Regions from separate parts of the Lactuca sativa genome. Here region 2 is linked to region 1. The links are chromatin contacts, called in public Hi-C maps. All regions are on one chromosome and are shown on one strand. The core of a region is the stretch at or near the end of the contact, and the rest is flanking DNA. Distances in the headings are between cores, read along the strand shown. Region 1 holds the start of LOC111894843. Region 2 holds the start of LOC111894845 (transcription repressor OFP7).

The links. A called contact is a pair of places that touch in the nucleus more often than the background predicts.
Region 2: a contact with region 1 is called in a Hi-C map of leaf, with 6 times the contacts expected there. The contact joins the promoter of LOC111894845 here to the promoter of LOC111894843 in region 1. A contact is called at or near these places in 2 of 4 Hi-C or Micro-C datasets (leaf and seed).

The regions. Positions count from the first base shown.
Region 1 is chr5:66,340,483-66,344,852 of Lsat_Salinas_v11, forward strand. LOC111894843 reads right to left here and starts at 1,837. Exons shown (of 3, transcript XM_023890932.3): 1 at 1,310-1,837; 2 at 1,019-1,231; 3 at 637-930. The coding sequence starts at 1,576. The coding sequence ends at 871.
Region 2 is chr5:66,499,611-66,503,980 of Lsat_Salinas_v11, forward strand. LOC111894845 (transcription repressor OFP7) reads left to right here and starts at 1,938. Exons shown (of 1, transcript XM_023890935.2): 1 at 1,938-3,042. The coding sequence starts at 2,220. The coding sequence ends at 2,894.

The DNA of each region.
Region 1 (4,370 bases), core at 587-3,086:
TTACTAACTTTATATTTAAAAAGAAAAAAAAAACTCCTTAAAGTAAAAGTTTATAAATACATTTTTAGTGTTTGTTCTATGTATTAAACGTCATGGGATCATGAAAAGCTAAAAGCACCGTGACATCCATCCATCAACAAAGTTTATTCTTTCAAACTTTATCAACGTCAAATAGATATACATTTTTTGCTCTCATTTACTATTTTGTAATTTGTACATGATTTTTTCAAATTTGACTATTAGTTTTGATTATCTAAATGACCTATTTTTTTACTTTTGACCCGAGTTTATGGTTCTTGATTTAGATGTTTACTTTCGTTTATATCTCTTTAGCATCTTAACAAACATGAACAATTAATCAAACAAATAATCTATTAAACTAACACACACAATGGTTGACTTCCATAATATTACATGATTTCATAGATGCTAAAATTTGATCGACAAAAGTTGTGAAATACACATGGATTCATCATCCCTAGACCCACCACCCAATAAATCTACACTTCCAAAGTATTACAAGATTTCGTGCTTTGATTCATCATTCATGCCTAACGTTTATAGTATTACGCAAAATTTGATCAACTGTATGTAAAGTTTCAAAGCATAGGAATGTAATTTTACTTCAAATCCCACTAAGAAACAAGCAATTAATATTTCAATACCCCATTGTTCTTATCATAACATGATGTATAAAACTATAAATGTTGTTCACAATTTTGGTACAACCACTGCATTTGCAGCTTGAAGCTCAACATCTCCAGCTATTATGCTGGAAACGACTAAAACACGCCTTCACTATGTAGTAATCTATTCGGAAAATTGAAACTTTATTACATGGCATTTAGTCGAACAGTTGGTGGGCAAGATTTATGCAGTGTTCTTCCTGACAACACCTTGCCTCATGCTTTTCCTGCTTCCTCCAAAACCCTGTGTAATAAGCAAAAGTGTTGTTTAAAACCAATGAGATTGAATCAGAGTAGATTTATGATTGATTAAGGTTTAAAAGAAAGCGAACCGAGTTGAGAGGCAATGGCTCGACATCCACGGAGACTAACGACATCTTGGCGATTTCTGAAATGGCCGCGTTTCTTGATCCGGCGACGTCGCTGGTGAGATGCTCGTATGCCGCCTCAAACGCCTCCTGCCAGAAACTCGGCAACCGTGTTGTTCTGCTGTGTGTGTAGATATTCCAAAATCTCCTCACCAGTTTCTCCCGCTCCTCAACTTCCTAAATCATTCACAGAATTTCAATCAGATTCAGTTCAATCAAAATTGTGTTTGTAGAGAAAGATAGAGAGATTGGTACCAAGATGTCGAGGTCGCGGACTGGGGAATCGAAGGAATCAGAGAGAGGGTTGCTAATGTTGCCGGCGCCGGACCATCTGAGAGTGACGGAGCCGGTGAACATAGACCACAAAGCTAGTAGCAAAATTGCAGTAATTGCCCAGAACTTATATCGAGTTTTGCTGAACAAACCACCACCACCACTATTTATGCCGTTAACAGTGGCAGATGTAGCCGACACCAGCACCACCGGCGAGCCTAGCTTCTTTGCTGCATCCCCGTCGTTCATTTCTCTTTCCCACCTGAAAATTTCTTTCTGTGACGATCAATGAAGCTGAATCACTGCTAGAAGTTGTTCTGATTGATCAAAATCCGTGAGTATGAATGTGAGGAAGTGGAGAGGTGGGTGTGAAATTAAGGTCGTATTGAGTGGTTGGAAATTCCCAAATTGAGTGTGGACTGCTTGAAGAATGATGACGGAACGGAATGATGAGGCAGCCGTACGCGCCGGTCCAATAGTGTCGGCTAGGCACTGTTTGATTTTTATTTTTCCTGTTAATATAAGATGTGTGATCTAATTAAAATAGCATTAAAATTTGAATTGACAATGTTGGAAGGGGTTGCATTTTGGTGTACACATGATCAATGATAGGTTAAAATACATAGTTAAAATACATACAAATATATATTATTAAAAATAATATATCGACATTATATTTTTTATAAATAAAATTAATTATTAAATATTATAATAAATTTAAAATATAAAATTAGATAAATATCTATTAAAAAATCATATACTTTTAGTCATCTTTATTTTAATTGTCATACCTAGGAATGAACATATGGAACGAAGAACATGCTGGAACTGGTACCGGTACCGAAACCCGATGGAACCGGTCGGGCCGGGACCGAGAGGATATTCTTGTGGATTTTTAGAACCGGTAGACGGGCAAAAACCGGAACCGTATGTTGCAATTTATCGAGGGTCGGTTCCAACATTGAAGACGCGATAAAAACCGGTAAAACCGACAGTCCGATTCGGTTTTTATTTTCCACAAGTTCGGTTCCCGAGTCGGTTCCAGCCAGGTCGGTTCCTTTTCTCATCCATAGTCATACCTTAATTGCCATTTTAAAAGATTAATTATAAATTTTGATTTAATATTATTGATATTGGCTCTATCAGTTGTCATGTATGTGATTTTGATGTGGAGAGAGTCAATCATATCTTCTTTTCTTTTCTTGTGGTATGGTTGTGGATTTGTGGGAATTGGACATTCCAATCTTTAGCTCTATTTCAGATTGGGTTGCTTGGATTGATCAAGTGCGTATTGCCGACAATGTTAAAAGATGTTTGGATGTTAATTGTGTGACCATTTTTTGGTTTATTTGTCTTTTTGGAATAGGTTGCTTTTTAGCAGCTGCAAGCCTGTTAAGTCTTAAATTTAGGATTCTATTCGGTCTCAATCGTTCTTTTGTATTAGAATTGGAAATCCTTAGTTTTGTGTTAATTAATTGGTAAGAGTGGGTGAATTGTCCTTTTTTTTTTAACTCTTCATATGTAATCCATAGTTTTAGCTAGTTTTTTAATTTTAATATCATCGTTCTAAAAAAAATGTCCAAGCTTCAAAATTTATGTACATATACAAATAAATCAATCATAGAATATATATTATAGTGGTACTTAGATTGATGTTGTGTTTAACACGTCACAACTAGCTTATTTTTCGAGGTTTTTTAGTTGTCATTTTGACAATCAATAAATAGTTTATAATTAGCTTTAAAAAAAACTACATTTTAGGAATTTTTTAAAAATTTCTTAAATATACCCTTAATTAGTTATAAAAAATCATATTCTTGTAATTGTCATTTTAGATATTCCAACTAGCTTATTTACTATATCTTATTAAATGTCTTTTTTTTATCAACTAGTGAAACATCCCAAAAATAGTAACATAAAATTTTCTTCTTTAGATTAATAAATCGTTAATACATAACATTCCCATAAAACCAAAGTAATCAAGATTCAGCAAAACATCATCAAATCAGAGTAATTCATAGAATGCAGAAACATGTGTTGTGTGCTCTGCAACGATCCTGAGCTCTTCCGTTTGAAAACCGAAGTACCTAAAACATAAACTGAAAATTGTAAGCACAAAGATTAGTGATTTTCCCAAGATACCTCACACCATACATAACTAATCACATAACGACCCCCACCCATACTCACATAACGGGCCCCGTCCAACATACAAACACATAATCCTACCAACACATGTGATAATCACAAAGATAACAGCATACAATACAATCGTCGGGTTCTGCCTGACATCGAACCCCACTCAAAATACCCACATATGTTATTTGTTATAGTAAATTACACGAATGGCCCTATGTGTCACACCCCCAAACTAGACGGCGGAAACGTCCGAGGGCTCGCGTGACTTAAATTGAATATCATCATAATGAATATACATGAATCATAACATACACATCACCATGCATCAATATATTACAACTGACATTGTTCACATCAAGTACATTGTTTTAACATTACAAATCCATACATAAATGGTTTGATAGTTTTCAAAAGCAAAACACACTGATATACTTGGCACTTATTCCTCAACTTACCTGTTACCTGAGAATACAAGTTATTTTGAAAAACGGTCAACATATGGAATGTTGGTGAGTTCATATGCATGTTTGGTATGAAAATGTTTTGTGTAGTTTGAACGAAAACAACCCAAAAAATCCAATATTTTCTGAAAAGACCATTGTTTGTAAAAAGGTGTGAAGATCCGTAAATATATGCATGATGATTTCAAAACATGTATAACTGAAAAATTTGTATTAACGTACAAGTGAAAATGTTGAACTTCCCCGAAAAACCCGATGTTTTCCAGAACAAACATATCTTATAACGGTTTGAATGGTTACCCATCACGTGAATGATTTTGAATTACCTTGTTTACATTGGATTTATTTATGTGAGTCGTTATAACCATGCATGATAATGACTAGTTCGTCTGTCTTGGCACTCTGGTGAACGCCGGAATTGATCTTAAGATTTTGTCACCCTA
Region 2 (4,370 bases), core at 688-3,187, 160 kb after region 1:
AAAGTATCAAATAAGGCATTATAAGGGGTTCCATTCAGACTTAAGCTCAAGCTTTTAATGTATACGTTTAATCATGAAACCAAAATTTCAGATTTAATAATCGTTTTTGGCCCTCTTATCTAGGGATGAACATATGCGGGTACCCGGCTAAATTTGACGGAACCGGAACCGGTTGTATCGGTTCCCAATATTTTGGAACCGGAACCGGAACCGGCGGTCCCGGTTCCGGTTCCAGGTAACCACTTTAAAAAAAATAGAAGAATTTAGTTATATATAATGGTCAAGATTAAGTAATAAAAGATTTATTATTGTTAATATATAGTAATTTTATCATGTCCAAGTAATTCTCTTACTCACGGTGATAAGTTGTCTTATTTTACATAATTTATCATAAAAATAATGCAAATAATTTTGTTAAAATCTATTGATTCATAAAGAGTTTTATCATAAAAATAATGCAAATAATTCTCAAAGCCTTAACCTTTTTGTGTTTATGTTGATAAAAGAACTTGGCAATATTAATATCATGTTGTTTAAAGTTTTCCAAACATGTTACTGCTTGAGTGCTTAACATTTGATAAAATGCGTTAGTTCTTTGTTGAACTTATTGTCTCACATCACAAAAATGACGCTATATTAGGAACAAAGTTTATATAGTTCACATTTTTCAAAAAAATCAAAGACACAACATTTTATATATATATATATATATATATATATATATATATATATATATATATATATATATATATATATATATATATATATATATATATAGACACACACACAAATATGTTCCGGCGGGTAGAGTTCCAAAAACATGAGAACCGGAACCGGAACCGTTTAAGGCGGTTTCAAAAATTTAGGAATCGGAACCGGAACCGCCTAAGGTAGGGGTGTACAAAAAAACCGCAAAACTGAGCCGATCCAGCCAACTTGAAAACGAAAAAACCGAATCCGTAAAAACCAAAACCGAAAAAATCGGATACCTACGGGTCGGTTTCGGTTTGGGTATTTAGATATCCGCGGATACCCGAACCGAACTGATATATATATATATATATATATATATATATATATATATATATATATATATATATATATATATATATATATATATCCTTCGTAACCAAAGAATTAGTTTGATGCCACATGAAAAAACAAGAATGAATAAATATTAAATATTAATATATCAAACAATTGATGATTGGATTTATAATATTAAAGAGTTGGTTTATTTATAAGTATTGATTTTTTTTTTAATTTTGTGAGTTTTTTCTTTTTAGAAATGAATTGTTTAAAATGGAGTTTGTAGTTTGGATTGATTACTATTTTTTATATTTAACGGATACACGTGAACCGAACCGTGGTTACCTGCTTTTATATGGTTCGGTTTTTTAGCAATTCGGTTCGGTTACGGTTAGTGCTAGCAAGGTACCCGTCCCGTTATTACGGTTTATAATTTTTTTACTATCCGATCCGAACCGCCCCATGAACACCCTAGCCTAAGGCGGTTTCGGTTCCGGAACCGGCAGTTCCGAGGCGGTTCCGGTTCCGAAAACGGGTACCCTGTTCCGATGCTTACCCCTACTCTTATCCTATAGTAGCTAGTAATTAATTCAACCAAGGACATGATAAACATTATTCTTATAATTTATAACTCTATAAGTTTATCATGTTTTATGTGTTTGTTTACTTATACATTTACTCTTTCAATGATATCGACTTAATTTTAGAGCAACCAATAATATAACAAGTGATGGTCTTTTATAATGTCGAAAAAATATATGATGTGAATAGATGTTTTCGGATTATTCGTGTTATATATTATCTTGTTTTTTGCGGTAAACAGTACTATCTTTGCTTAACCAACCAAAACTATATATTTTTTAATCCTTTAAACCTATAATAACACGCTATTGTTGATTATTATTCAATTCAATAAAATACTTTTAATACAAATTTTATAATTATAAACACATCATAATTTAATAGTAATCACATCTTAGAGGCATCTGAGAAGGAATTTAGATTGTTCCTTAATTTGTGGGCCGTACTGAACCATTCCGTCGTGATGTCATCTCTTAGATTTGGTCGCCGGCCGGCCTTTCTCCCTCTTCTTTCTCTCACATTCATTCATTCTCTCCGCCGTTGTTATATTATATATGTTTATGTTTACATATATATGCTTAACGATCTTATAACTCTAAAACAACACCATGGTTAAGTTCAAATTCTCTTTGTCATCTTTCCGACTATGTCGACCCAAAAACACTTCCCATTTCTTCTCCCCCATCAACCCTAAAGTTCTCGAGATCGCTTACCCTACTAGTACCATTCCCTCGCCACCTCCCACCACCCCTAGCAGCCACCAACAATCCCGCATCTCCAAATCGAAAACCGCACCTCTCACCACCACCCCGGAGACACAGAACTCTCCTGTTTCTTTCACCAAAATCTCCGGTGATCGAAGAAGTAAACACAAGAAGACGAACAACATGGAGTGCTCTTCAGATGAAAGTGGTTGGTTCAGTAACAGCGATAGAGAAACCGATAGCATGAGCATCAGCGTTGATTCATATAAGAAGGATCATGATGAGACTGTGTTGTACGTTAAGAATATTGGTGGTGGGACGACGGAGAAGAAGATGAAGAAAGTGGAGGAGAAAAGGAAGTCGAGGATGATGAAGGAGAGCCTGACGGTGGTGAAGTGGTCGAAGGAGCCGTATGACGATTTCAAGAAGTCGATGTTGGAGATGATATTGGAGAAAAAGATGTTTGAAGCTAAGGATTTGGAACAGCTGTTGCAGTGCTTTTTATCTTTAAATTCCAAACATCATCATGCCGATATTATATCTGCATTTACGGAGATCTGGGAACTGTTGTTCCTTTGAGCATGCTGCATGCATGCCCTCCAATCCATTGAAGAAGCCATGGATACAAGCTTAATTAATTCTTTTGTATGTACGTATATATATGTGTGTAACGAAAACGAAAGTGTAATGCATACGAGTAATACATGGTATATATGCACATGAATATATACCCTGTGAACAAGCTCGATCGGTAGTAGTGTTACAATTACAAAAAATATCATTCATTTTTTGTATTATATATACCAAAAAATATATGTACATAGCCATTTAATTAATAGAATCCAATATATCCACAAAACTTCTATTTGAAAATTTTGAAGCGAAAGTCAAATTCAAAACACATAGCAGAAGCAAGCACACTAACCTTATGTTTAAACTAGGGATGTCAAAGGGACCAAATGAGAGCCAAAATAGCTGTCCATGTCCCTGCCCTTGAAATCAGTTGTTGCCCCCGCCCCAAATCCTCCGTTTACATAGCCCCCGGTCCCGCCCCCGCTCCCCTCGGTTTATAGGCTTAAAATTCGATTTTTTTTTCTAACAAATTGATTTGTAAAAAATACTATTTTTAATAACTTTAAAAACTTAAAACCTAATCTTTTAGAAACTAAAAAAATTAAAAATCCAACATTACAAAACGACAATTCCAATAATCTTGTAAGTATAAAATACGACAAATGCAACATTACAAATATAAAATACTTACATGTCCAAAAATATATTATCAATTCATTACATCTTCAATATCCATTAATCGGAAACTGGAAAGTGAAACCTAACCTAAACCTATAATTAGAAAATCTATTTTGTATATGTATTTTATATTAAATATATATTTTTTTACATAAATGTATAACTGGGCCCCTGTGGGAGTATTGGACGGAAATACCGACTCTCGACCTCGGTCCCGAAAATAAACGGGGCTTAATTCTGCCCCTGTCCGCGCTCCCACTCCCGGGTTTTTTTTTTTTTTTTTTTTTTTTTTTTTTTTCAATTTAGTCTCATACGATATCAAGATACCACGAAGATTTTTGACATCCCTAATCTAAACTAATCTAAACTAGCAAGTGATCATCTTCATAACGGATACCAAATATGTTATTTCACACCAAAATCAATAAAATAAATAGAAAATTGATCAGTTTCTGTAAATAATGGAAAGTACAAGGCTCTGCAATGTTTATTCTTTTTTTTTTTTTTTTTTGTGTATTTTATTATTATTATTATTTTTTTCTTTTGATCTTCACGCGCGTAGTATCACAAATTCACATGCAATAGACATCTTTATATGTTTTGATTGAGGTTTAATATTCAGTAACTAATGACTAGCCACTTAACTAATTTTGTTTGTTTATAAGTGAAGTTTTCTTTTGTTTTGAGCACTTGACTAAATCATATGTCATGTTTTGATATTGTCGTTTACAATAGATTTTTAGTCTTTTTTTGGAACTATATATGTGGTTTTAGTTTGTTATACATTATACATTAACTAATGCA